Regions from separate parts of the Mus musculus genome. Here region 1 is linked to region 2. The links are chromatin contacts, called in public HiChIP or PLAC-seq maps. All regions are on one chromosome and are shown on one strand. Each heading gives the region's core, a stretch centred on a gene start, on an enhancer-like site or on the middle of the called end of the contact. The rest is flanking DNA. Distances are from core to core; before and after follow the strand shown. Region 1 has its middle 55 kb from the start of Gm29952. Region 2 overlaps Rad51b (RAD51 paralog B).

Evidence for each region. HiChIP or PLAC-seq counts read pairs in DNA pulled down with a chosen protein or histone mark.
Region 1: an H3K27ac HiChIP or PLAC-seq map of microglia shows a contact between it and region 2, with 6 times the contacts expected there. The contact joins two enhancer-like sites. A contact is called at or near these places in 1 of 484 Hi-C or Micro-C datasets (bone marrow-derived macrophages) and 2 of 115 datasets of contacts at active chromatin or transcription factors (T-cell acute lymphoblastic leukemia and microglia).

The regions. Positions count from the first base shown.
Region 1 is chr12:80,324,856-80,327,555 of GRCm38.p6, reverse strand. No RefSeq gene overlaps it. Among named protein-coding and RNA genes, the nearest start is that of Gm29952, 55 kb to the right of the region's middle. Within about 2 kb of position 1,330, at least 26 of the 459 cell types and tissues checked have an H3K27ac peak or open chromatin away from gene starts, as enhancers often do. A contact at or near this core is called in bone marrow-derived macrophages and microglia, where this site is marked.
Region 2 is chr12:79,318,092-79,320,824 of GRCm38.p6, reverse strand. The region is part of intron 5 of Rad51b (RAD51 paralog B); the gene reads right to left. Among named protein-coding and RNA genes, the nearest start is that of Rad51b, 22 kb to the right of the region's middle. Within about 2 kb of position 1,299, at least 13 of the 459 cell types and tissues checked have an H3K27ac peak or open chromatin away from gene starts, as enhancers often do. A contact at or near this core is called in bone marrow-derived macrophages and microglia, where this site is marked.

The DNA.
Region 1 (2,700 bases), core at 81-2,580, 1.0 Mb before region 2:
TATGGGCAGGGATAACCAGACAGACTCATGGCAGCATGGATTCTGTCAGTGAAGGGGAAAGTGCAGAATGATAGCCAAGGCAGTACCATGTATGGAAATGAACACTGCATGTACAGGGTGAGGCATGGTATTGTGAGCCTTTAGTCCCAGCACTCCACCAGCAGAGACAGGCTGACCTTTGTTGAGTTCTGGCCAATATGTCAGGTTCCAGTCCAGAGAAGGTTTATGTAGTGAGACCCTCTCTCAAAAAACGTTTATAAAAGCCAGGTCTGGAGACACATATCTTTAATTCCAGCATTCGGGAGACAGAGGGAGACAGATCTCTGAGAGTTCTAGACCAGCCTGGTCTACAAAGTGGGTTCCAGAACAGCCAGGGCTGTTACTCAGAGAAACCAAAGGAGAAGTAGGAGGAGGAAGAGGAGGAAGTGGTGGTGGAGGGAAAGGAGGAAGAAGAGGAGGAGGGGGGAGGTGACATGTATATAAAAGGAGAATGTACATTGCCTGTGCCATATAAAACAAAGGGCAGTGACTATCACAGACACTAGAACGGAGACCCACGTGAGGGCAGGCTGGGTAGATCACATAAGAAGGGACTTCACAGTCACATAAAGATCTTGCGAGCTGTGGGCAACTCAGTTGATGGTAAACTGACACAATGGGTTATTATGCCACCAAAAAGGGAAAAGACACACAGAGCAGGGTATGGTGGTGCACACCGAAATCCTTGTACTTGAGAGGTAGGTGCAGGATTAACGGTTTAGAGCCAATCTCAACGGCCTAGTGAGTTCAGGTCCAGCCTGAGCTACATGAGACCATTTTAGAAAAGGGGGGTGAGGAGGGAAGAAGGGGGGGGACTATTGATTTATGCTTCAATAGAGGTGAACTTTACAAACATGCTAAGTGGCAGGTGCCATTCACAGAGATGGCATGCTGTTGGATTCTGTATGTGATATGAAAAGGTCCAGGGGAAAATGGGGAGTGAGTGCCAAGTGATTAAAATGTAGTACAATGCCAGGCAGTGAAGATGCACCCCTTTAACCCCAGCACTCGGAAGGCAGAGGCCGGTGGATCTCTGAGTTCGAGACCAACCTGGTTTACAGAGGAGTTCACAAAATAATGAACTGTGTTCTTTGGATGGGTAAATTTTAGGGCACACAAACTATCTCAGGAAAAAAAACATTTAAAGGAAAATTAAAAGGAGGAGAAAATTCTCCTGTGAATTGGCCTTGGCCACTTCCTTTTTCTGCTTCTGGTTTCAAACAGGAACTGGGCAAGGTTCACCTACCTTGACCCTGCCTTAGGGCCATTGCACCCCAGTGGCACATAGTTGCCTCTGGCCCTTCAGACTTGGGAAAACCAGATTGGCTAAAGGTTCCTGAAAGGAACTCAGTACTGCCATGGGGGGGGGGGGGAAGAGGGGGTGTCTGGTTGGCAATTTCTGCCATCTGCTCTCAGAACACTTCCTCCAATGCCTAAGAATCTCATGATCACATCAGCCTCTGCCATCTTCACAGTGGAACAAGAAAGGGACGTCAGAGCCGCCCGACCAGAAGTGGTCAGTGGTAGCTCGAGGAAGATGCATTTTCTTTTATCAGCACCGGTATTGGTATTGGTTAGGCACCTTTAGAACTCTTGGTGACTCAGTTTCTTTCTAGGGAACGAGCATGAAGCACCAGGAGCAATTTGGATAGGAAATAAGGAAATGTATGTGAAAACTCCTAGCACGGTCCTGTCCCATAGATAGAACCTGCTAGATGCTTATTGAATCCCAAGCCCAGCAAGCCCCTCAAACAGGCAGCCAAAACAGTCTGGGGAAGGTAAGAGAAGGGTTAACATGGAAGAGTCGATTCATAATCATAGCTGAAATCCTGTGTGCCGGGAGTGTTGAGAGCTGAGAAACGGAGACAGACTGACTCTAAGTTAGCCGTCCTGAGAACAAGAGAGCGAAACCCAGTTTAAGCGCAGTGGCCAGCCAGGGAATGCAGTATCTCTCTGACAGAGCTAGTTGCCAGAAAGCATCCACCTCCCCCTGCGTATCTGTCGATGGGCTTCTTTTATCCAGCCTAGAAAAAAAAAAAAATGCTCATCTGTCTCAATTTACAGACAGAGGTAGAAATGAGAAAAGTCCCCAACAGGTTCCTGACCACCCTTCCTGTGGAAACGGAGTGGATGTGTCCAATGAGCCACCCAGGGTGCAACTGTTATCCTTGGGTAGAAATGACAGAAGCCAATTTCCCCTCAGGAGCCTTTGAAGTCTGAATGAAATCTTGGTTCCTAAAGATACTGGTGGTGCCGGGCAACAGGAACTGTCCTGCAAACTGTTAGGTCTCAAATCAGGACAAATGGCTGAGGTGCCATTAACATATGAAAGTGAACCTGGCTGGCAGGTCCTTACCTATGACAGGGTATGGTTGGCATGCCCTGCCCCCTACCCTGAACCTCTCCAGCCCAGGTCCTGGGCTGCCCTTCCCCCAGCTACCCTCCTTATGTAATCCAGCCATTTTGCTAAGCCAGTCCTTTTGGCTATTCTGTCTCCTACCCTCTACCCTCCTGACCTCTTGGACTAGCTCTCTCCTCCCCCCTCCCCCTTTCCTCACATGTCCCAGCTCAGGATGCTGTTCACTCTGGACTCTGCCAGATGTGTCTGCCTCTGGCTATGCTCTCCCTTTTATCTACAGTGAACTTTCCCCCACTACCTAG
Region 2 (2,733 bases), core at 50-2,549:
GGATTTAAAGTATAATTCAGGCAGGGAACCGGAAGAACTTGATTGATTGGATGAATATCTAGAACAGTAGTGATTCAATCAGGATTGTAGTTACTAGTGTAGTGTTCTTCCTCTCTCTCTCTCTCTCTCTCTCTCTCTCTCTCTCTCTCTCTGTGTGTGTGTGTGTGTGTGTGTGTGTGTGTGTGTGTGTGTGTGTGTGTGTGTTTAAACAGGGAAATCCAGAATTCATCTTCAGGTATATCAAGCTGTCCACATATATAGATGTGACTGTAATATGTTATTATGTCAAGTGGCAAATGTATATGAATCTGGAGCTTGTGGGAAAGCTCAGAATATGAACACAGGACCCTTCTGCCATAAAGAAATGTGCTAAAACCATGAGAGTGCATTGAGAGATTGAGGACAGATGGAGGAAGACCAAGATCCTAAAACTGAGTCCGGGATTCTCCAAGGCTTATATGCTGACAAAATGGAGAGGGACCAGCAACACAGACTAACATGGTCAGAAACAGGGATAAAACCTAAGAAGCCAACTGACAGGAACTGTTGGGGAGAACATGGTGGCTGTGTGATAGGGCTGAGAGTCAACACTTCCTGGTGATGTGACAGCAAACATACTGTACAAGGGCAGCACATTAGTCAGTTTATAGTAATATTGGTATACACAAACTTACCATGTTACCAGTCATATAAAAGCACAGTATATAAATTATGCACAGTATACAACACTTGGTGATATTTCTGCCTGTGCTCACTCTGCTAGCAATCATTACTTCAGATTGTAAGTTACCTCTACAGCATTTTTAAGGTCTGGAAAACACAATGCATCAGCTTCACACTGCTTCTGCTCACCACATCTTTTGATTGTGTGCAGAGGCTACATCCATGATGAACACACACAGCAGTCTGTGTAAGCACACAAGAACAGAGTCACAGGACTGACTGGCTTAGTCATCCAGTCCCCAAACCATACCACTACCACTAAGCAACGCATGGCTGCATTTTATATACTATTGAGTTGGAGAAAGTTTTGAAAATCAATTTCAATATAGGGCTAGGAAATAAAGCCAATATGGAGTGAATTCAAGATAAATAATAGGGAGATTTTGCCTTCTGTGCACAAAAGATTAACTGGCTTGGGAATTGCCCCGATAGCATCAACTAGAAAAGCAGACAAAATAATCTGAAAGAACAGTTTCACACACTAAACAATAGTTCAAAACTGTGACCCTCCTGAGAAAGGAAACTAGTAAAGGAACCTAAAGTGCCCCAGGCTCACACCAGAGGCACTTTCTATTCTACGACACACAAAAGGGGAAGCCAATGTGAGTCTGGTGGACCCAAAGATGAGATCAGAGTATGAAACAGCTAAGCTGGTAGAACTCATGAAGTCACGTGCAGAAAAGAAAAGGTGGCGGTGTGTGGGGGGGGGGGGGTGGGGTGGTACACTCCAGAGCTAATATGCATAATGTATGGAAGGAAACGCTTCAGGATGAACCAGGAGACAACGGGAGACTAAACACTTCCAGCACTTACACAAGATGAAAACAGTGCATATTCCCACACCCACAAGGAATACAGAGATCTCACGATACCTTGGGTAACAGGTGGGAGTCCTCAGAGGGACTTCACAGTGCTAAGGCTTAATCGGTCTCAAAGACCATCAAAATAATCTTAACTATATATTAAAACAAAAAATCTAACACCTCAGAGATGTACATTAAAGTTCAGCATCTAACATAGCCATGTCTAACAATCATTAGGAAAGGGCTGGAGAAATGGCTTAGCCATTAAGAGCACTGTCTGCTCTTCCCCTAAGGACTCAGTTTCAACACAGCACCCACATAGCAGCTCACAGCCATCTGTAACTTCAATTCCATGGGATCCAATATCCTCCATGAGAACCATGGACTGATGCACAGATATACACATGCAGGCAAACACTCAGACACATAAAATAAATTTTTTTCATTAATAGGCATGTAAAGGAGAAGAAAAGATCTATAGTCAGGAAAAAATTTAATTACTAACAAAAGACCAGAAGTTGTATAGGTGATGGCATTATTAATGCCCTCAGAAACAACTATTTGCAATCTTATAAATGTATATAAGTAGGTAAATGAGAGGATAGACCAGTATACTATGTACTGTAGACACAAACAAGAATAATCTGTTTCTGTGAATAAACTCCTATTTGACCATGTATTTGTTCACTTCCTATTACAGCCGCTTTTGCACTGACAGCAGAACTGAAGAACTAAAAGACTAAGAACTGGAGGTGGCTTGCAGCCTTAATCCCAGCACTACACAGGAGAGGGAGAAGCATGGGTTCCCCTGAGCTACACAGCAAGACTGTCAGAAACACAAAGGAGAGAGAGGGCAGTAACTCAGCTGGCACAGTGCTTGCATTGCAAGCATGAGGTCCTGGGTCCGATCCTCAGAACTCATGGAAAAAAGCAAGGAGAGACAGCTCAGGCTTGTAATCTCAGAGCTGGGGAAGCAGGGACAAGCTGGTCCCTGGGGCTCCCTGGAGAACCATGCCAGCCCACTGAGATCTTATCTCCATGAAAAAAAAGAAAGAGAGAAAGAAAGAAAGAAAGAAAGAAAGAAAGAAAGAAAGAAAGAAAGAAAGAAAGAAAGAAAGAAAGAAAGAAAGAAAGAAAGAGGGAGGAGCTGGGGCCTAGAAAGATTGCTCAGTGGTTAGCAGTGCTTGCTAACAGAACTTCCAGAGGA